Regions from separate parts of the Mus musculus genome. Here region 2 is linked to region 1. Evidence: chromatin contacts called from public HiChIP or PLAC-seq data. All regions are on one chromosome and are shown on one strand. The core of a region is the stretch at or near the end of the contact, and the rest is flanking DNA. Distances in the headings are between cores, read along the strand shown. Region 1 overlaps Cd4 (CD4 antigen). Region 2 holds the start of Ptms (parathymosin).

Evidence for each region. HiChIP or PLAC-seq counts read pairs in DNA pulled down with a chosen protein or histone mark.
Region 2: an H3K4me3 HiChIP or PLAC-seq map of bone marrow-derived macrophages shows a contact between it and region 1, with 3 times the contacts expected there. The contact joins the promoter of Ptms here to the enhancer-like site in region 1. A contact is called at or near these places in 13 of 39 promoter capture datasets (the 3T3-L1 cell line, 3T3-L1-derived adipocytes, the C10 cell line and 9 more), 5 of 15 datasets of contacts at CTCF or cohesin (CD8 T cells, the NIH/3T3 cell line, hippocampal excitatory neurons and 2 more), 114 of 484 Hi-C or Micro-C datasets (the AML12 cell line, B cells, B-cell progenitors and 67 more), 41 of 115 datasets of contacts at active chromatin or transcription factors (the 230-238 cell line, CD4 single positive thymocytes, the HPC-7 cell line and 28 more) and 4 of 9 other capture datasets (adipose tissue, bone marrow-derived macrophages, liver and 1 more).

Annotation. Positions count from the first base shown.
Region 1 is chr6:124,872,825-124,876,100 of GRCm38.p6, forward strand. Cd4 (CD4 antigen) reads right to left here. Exons shown (of 10, transcript NM_013488.3): 4 at 145-306. Among named protein-coding and RNA genes, the nearest start is that of Gpr162, 10 kb to the left of the region's middle. Within about 2 kb of position 1,722, at least 8 of the 459 cell types and tissues checked have an H3K27ac peak or open chromatin away from gene starts, as enhancers often do. A contact at or near this core is called in bone marrow-derived macrophages and microglia, where this site is marked.
Region 2 is chr6:124,916,161-124,919,436 of GRCm38.p6, forward strand. It overlaps Ptms (parathymosin), which reads right to left and starts at 1,786. Exons shown (of 5, transcript NM_026988.2): 1 at 1,400-1,786. The coding sequence starts at 1,444. It overlaps A230083G16Rik (RIKEN cDNA A230083G16 gene), which reads left to right and starts at 703. Exons shown (of 2, transcript NR_152158.1): 1 at 703-1,022.

The DNA of each region.
Region 1 (3,276 bases), core at 472-2,971:
CCCTCCCACCGCATCCCCCATTAACCAAGAGGAACACTCTGACCCACTTGTGGTCTGAAATATCATCAGTTCAGGACCTGGTTTTGGTGTGAGCATGGAAGGGAAGAGGAGGAGATGTCTATACCCCAAGACTGCCCGACTCACCTTTGAACACCCACAACTCCACCTCCTCTTTCCTGTTCTCCAGCTCACAGATATAAGTCTGAGAGTCTTCCATCTTAAGTTTATTGATGATGAGAGGAAACGATCCTTTCTCCCATGCCCCTTTTTTGGAATCAAAACGATCAAACTGCGAAGGCGAACCTCCTGCAAATCGAAGCCATACAAAAGAAGTTGAGGTGCCCTGGCACCTCTGCTGAAAAGAGTGCCCACAACTCTGCTGGTCTGAGTTGGCAGTCTTTAATTCACCCTCATGAAGGACTCTGAACTGATGAGAAGGCCCACCAATGTCTATTTACATGGTGGGAACAGTATCCCACTAGCTCAAAAATACCATAAGATACTCTGCTGATTTGGGGAGCAACCACTCTTACAAACTGAACACTGTACATACCATCTACCATGATCTTCACAATAATTCCTGAGAATACAGACTGTTTGGCAGATATGGACGCTATCACTCAGGGTTGAGACAATGGCTCGAATTCATACATCTTAGTAATTTGTCCCATGAATTAGAACTATTAATGACCATTCAGAACTAAATGCCTTCCCCAGAGGATGGTAAAGTAAATAATACTTCAATCTTGTGTGGTGGTGTATACCTCTAATCTCAGTCAGGCCTCAGGAGGTTGAAGAAAGAAGATTTGAGAGTTCAAGGCCAGTTTGGGCTACAAAACTTACCTGACACCTCAGTGAGTAAACACTTTCAACCTGGTGACCTTAGCTCAATTCCCAGGACCTTTGTAGAAACAAACTCCCACAAATTGTCCCCTGACAACCTCTACCCCATAATGACTTTTTTTGTTTTGTTTTCTATTTTTGTGTTGTTGTTGTTTGCTTGTTTGTTTTGTTTTTCCAGACAGGGTTTCTCTATGTTGTGCTGGCTGTCATGGAACTGGCTTTGTAGACCAGGCTGGCCTTAAACTCAGGGCTCCCTCCCCCCGCCCCTGCCACATCCCTTTTCTACCTATACACTTTTGACATCTGTAAGAGGTGGAGCTTAAAGTTTGAGTCCCGTATGTACACTCTGCAATGCTGTCTCTGGAAAGCTCCTTCAGCATGAATTCGGGCTCTGTTTTTTCCTTCCCTCCTTTCTCCTCCCATCCTCCTCATTCATGCTAGAGACTGATCCCAAGGGCTCACACTTATTAAGGAGGCTGTATGTCGGAACTACACCGTCTCCATACCTCCTGGTCTGGTCTCTGTCTTATGTTCTTTTCCTATTGCTATGATAAAACACCCTGACAAAGGCAACCTAAGAGAGGGAATTTCGAGGTTCCAGGGTCCAGTCCATCATGGCTCAACCCAAGACAACAGGAGTTAAAGCAGCTGATCTTATCCTATGCACCAGCAGGAGGCAGAGTATGGTGAACTGATTCTTGCACTCAGCTGGGGTCTTGTTTTTTGTTTTTGTTTTCTGATTTTTGGTGTTTGGATTTTTTTTTTCCTGTTCCCACAGTGGGCTGGTTCCTCCACCAGAACCTGATCAAGAGAAGCCCTCACAGTCATGCCCAGAGGCTAAAAAGTCTCCCCATTCCCTGGGACCGATCTCTGAGGTGGTTTCAGTTCCTGTCAAACTGATTACAAGAGGAAATTCCTCTTTCAGCTCCCTGTGTGCAGTGGCAGCTCCATAATCCATTTCTCCGTTCTTCTCACAACTGACCAGACTTGGAGGAGTAGCTTACTCAGATTCTCTCCCTCTCCTTCTCCCTCCACCCTTTCCCCTCCCCCTCCCTCCATCCTCTCCCTGCCCACCCCGCCTCTGTGTGTGTGTGTGTGTGTGTGTGTGTGTGTGTGTGTGTTTCTCTCCTTCCACTGTGTGGGGCTCAGGGATCAAATGGATCGAATCCAGGCCACCAGACTTGGTGGGACGTGCCCTTACCTGCTGACCGGTCTCACCCCCTTTCACCCTTTCTTTCTCCCCTTCACACCTTAGTTCCCTTTGCTGGTCTTGACCTCAGACTATTGTCTGGTGTTGCCCTAACTATCTTCTGCTCTGCTTCCCTGTTTCTACATCCATTCTGACTTCCCCTAAATAGCTCCATCATTCACTGCAGATGAGATTCCCAGCCCAGCCTTCTGCTCGCCTCTAGGCTTGTGTTTCCTGTAGCCCAAGGAATAGTTAGCTGTGTTTCAACAACCTCCACCACACCAGAGTAACCTGTTCAAAGTAATGCGTATCGCCTCTCTCCTAAAATAAGCCCTCCTGCTTGCCTTCCTGATGAAGAAAATCATGATGCGATTGTCTATGATGCCCTGTAATCTGAAAACTCGATTCAAAAGAGTATAGGGTATCTAAGAGAATGGGCAAATCTGAGACAAATTGCTGGAGGAGAGCAGTGTTGGACTAAGTCTTAAAAGCCTGGCTGAAGAATGTAGCTCAGTGGTAGAGAACTTGACTAGTAGACATGAGGTCTTGGGTTCAGCCTCTATCCCACCACCACCAAAAGTGAGTATGATGGGGTGGGGTGGGGTGGGGTGCGACTTCAGTGTAACCTGCACAAAGGCAGAAGCAGAGAGCTGAGTTCAAAAGCTGTCCTCTGAACACACTCACTCACTGGAGGGATAATAATAAGTCTTTTTTTTTTCTTTTTTTTTTTCTTTTTTCAGTTTTTCCAGACAGGGTTTCTCTGTGCAGCCCTGGCTGTCCTGGAACTCACTCTGTAGACCAGGCTGGCCTCCAACTCAAAAGTTTACCTGCCTCTGCCTGACTGCTCTGATTAAAGGCGTGCACCACCACCACCTAGCATAAATAATACGTTTTTAAAAGATTTCTTTTGCATGTATGAGTGTTTTGACAACACGTATGTATATGTGCCCGGTTCCCATGTTAACCAAAGGAGGTATCATTTCCCCTAGCACAGGTCTTACAGATGGTTGGGAGCCTCTCTCAATGAGTGCTGGGAACCAAACCCAGGTCCCCTGCAGGAGAACGTGCTCTTATCCACTCAGCTGCCCCTCCAGCCCAATAATAAATAAAGTTATTTTTAAGAAGGAAAATATAGGCTGGCTGGGGTGTGGTTCACAGTAGAGCGCTTGCCTCTTTTCAGTTTCTAACGTGGGAAGAAAAAAAGTTTTCAAGTGTGTGTGTGTGTGTTATGTGTGCACATGAGT
Region 2 (3,276 bases), core at 536-3,035, 43 kb after region 1:
ATGGAGGGGTGAGGGGAAGGGAGAGAGAATACCAGAGACCAAAGTCCACAGGGTTGGCCCCTCTCCTCCTGGGTCCTGTCCTGGTCACTGTCCTTCCATGATCTCTTGTCCAGGAGGGTATGTGACCTGCCCCCAGCTGCTAAGCAGCTCTCTGGCCTCTCCAGGGGCACAGAAGCTCACCCAGGCTAACACCAACTCACACATCTGCAGGGGAGCACCCACTCACTCTGTAGACACATGGCCCAATGTTTGGGCATTCTGGCACAGTCTCACAGGAGCACACTGTAGCCACTCACAAAGCAACAACATGCCTCCAGGACATCTCAGTCAGTCTCCGCATGCACACATGTAACTGACACGGGCGGTCCCACACACTCGCTGGATCTCAGACATACAAAGACGCCTACTCGGTGAAGTCACATGCCACCGCACAACCCACCGGAGGGCCACACAGGCACACCTTATCAGATCTCACATGTCCCCTCTTCCCACTGCCTTTCATCCTATCAGCTCCCTCCTTCCACTTGGACCTCGAGAACTATACTGCGCCCCCCCCCCCAAAAAAAAAAGACTGGGCTCCCAGCCCCCAAGCCTGGCCGCATTAATTTCCCTAAGCGGCACTCCGCAGTTTCCCTGGGGAAATTAGAGGAAGGCTGAAAGAGAGACAAGGGCAAAGGGATGAGGCCGGGAAAGGCAGCTGCTGAGAGCAAAGATAGCTTGACGTATGGTCAGGCGATGCTGAGCTCCAGCTTTTTCGAAGGCTCGTTTCTCCGTCTTTCTGATTTTTAGAAATTCAACATGAGGGGAGGCGATAATGGAAAAAAAATGGAAATCGGTAGTAGAGGAAGAACAAATGAAGATGGGCAAAAAATTTTTTTAAAAATTAAAAAGGGGGGGTGGAGAGGAGCAGCCCTTCAGGGACGAGGACAGACGGTCGGGCGGCAAGGGGAGGAGCCGAGGAGTAGCCTCCCGGGAGAGTCCTGTTTACACTTGAGGATCCCAAACCGCTTAGCAGAGGAAAGGTGAGGTCATAGTGGCAAGAGACCTGGGGGCTCGGCTCGGACATGGGGCCCGGGAAGCTAGAGGCGCCGCTCTCCGACGAGAAGGCGGACCGGGCAGAGGCGGGCGCGGCAGGCAGGGCACGAGAGGGGTGGGGATGGCGGGGCCGGGCGCAGGCCGGGCGGTGAGGCCCGAGCCACGGCGCGCTGGGCCGCTAGAGGGCGCCGGTGGTGCCGAGCGGGATAGGCAGCGCCGGGCTCCGAGCGGGGGGAGGGCGCAGCGGGGTCCGCGGGGACCGGGCGCCAGGGCCGCTCGGGGCCGTCGGGGGCGACCGGGCGCGAAGGACCGCGCCGATCCCGGGGCCGCCCGGGTGCCGCGCCGCCGCCGCCCCTGCCCGTACCTTGGCACTCAGCTCGGCCGCTGCCTCCACGCTCTTCTCCGACATGGTGCCGGGGCCGGGGCTGGCAGGGAGCCGGGGTCCCGGGGCCGAGGCGGAGGAGCCCTGGACGGCGGAGGGTGGCCGCGGCCGGAACTTGGCGCGGTGGCGGCGGCGGCAGCGGCAGCGACGGCCGCTCGGCAAGCTGGCTCGCTGCAAGAGGCGGCAGAGGCGCGCGGGGTGGGGCGGGGGTGGGTCCCGAGCAGAGACCCGCAGGGCTGCGGCCGTCCGGAGGGCGGGCGGGCGGGCAGGCGGGAGGACGATGCGGGCGGTGGCCGGCGCGCTCCGGTCGCGGTCGCTCGGTCTTGCTCGCCGCCCCCGCACCAGCAGAGCTGCCGCCGACCAGCCGCTGCCGCCCCCGGGAAGGGAACCCGCTTTTAAGGCGGCGCTGCCCGACGGGAGGGGCTTCCCAGGGGTGGGGCAGGCGAGAGCGGGGAGGAGAGGAGAGGGGAGGGGGATGAAAGAGGAGGTTGGAGAGGTGGGGATAGGAGGATGAAAGCGAAGGGCGGGAGAGCGAGCGGGACAGGAGGAAGGACGAGACCGGGCGGGGGAATGGAGAGACTGACGGTTCGGGAGCGAGCGGAGTGGGGCGAGGAGGTGGGAAGGGGTGGGGTTCCTGCGGGGAGACACCGCTCCAAATGCCAGCCTACTGCCTGCAAGCTGGAGTCTGGCTCCTGGGGGCGGACTGGCCAGACTCCTGCTGACCTCCTCCTTTTAGCCCTGGGATTTTGCTAAAGTGGGGGTGCAGGGAGTGGGGCTGTAGATGTAGAGGCTGGGCAGGTATTTGAGAAACCAAAAGCTGAAAGGAGAGGAAGAAGGCTGCAGAGCCACTTCCATTTCTCGCTCCTGTCCGCCTTCTCTAGGTGGCCTTGAGGAGGAAAGTGAGAGTACAAAGGACAGCCTGGGCCTCTCGGCTGGACTTGACATTTGTGGTCCTTGTCGGGTTCCTTCCAGTCTGTTTCGGGGGATGTGAGGGGCCCTCTGATGTTCTCGTCTGCCTCTTTATTCTTCTCTCCTCTTACCTGTCTCACCTCACTTAATTGCCTGGTTCTTGTGTTTCTCTTCACCTCTTCATTCATATAGACCGAGACCCCTCCCTTACAACCATCTACATCTCTTATGTCTCAATTTACTTTGCTCCAGATAACACTGTTTTCTTACCTGATTATCACCTGGCCCTATAAACTTAGCTAATTTTCAACTCTTTCCGATTGTCCTTGTACATTTTCCCTCTCGTAGCTCTTCTCTGTCTTCCCCCCAGTCTTTCTGAATTCAATTGTCCTTTGCACACACGGGCCCAGATACGGGGTTCCTTGTCCTCAGCGCCTCACCCCTAGGTTCAGAATCTTTAGATAATTTTTTGAGAACCCTAAGATTCAGAAAGAGACGGGCTGGCCTGTCAGTCTGAGGCCCGAACGGTGGATGAAGAAGAAGGCTGGGCTTTGGGAAAAGATTGTCTTTGGGGTGTGTGTGTGTGTGTGTGTGTGTGTGTGTGTGTGTGTGTGTGTGTGATCTGTCATTATTACCCCTCACCTTTTCCTAATCATTTTTATTTCCTTAATAAAAAACATCACCTTTAGCCAGATGACCTATTCAGCACTTGGGAAGCTGAGGCAGGAGGATTGCCATTAGTTTGAGGGCATCCTGAGCAATACATCTTGCCCCTTCCCGACCCCCCCCCCCAATTAGAAAAAAAGGGAAGCCATTGTTGGTCTTCCATCATCATTTAGCATGTGAGCGTGTCAACACACCATCGTTTGATCTCTCATACACATCTCCTGGTTTCTCTGACTCTTAATTCAGTTTCTTCGTCTCATAAATCTTTGCGCCCCACCCTGGTT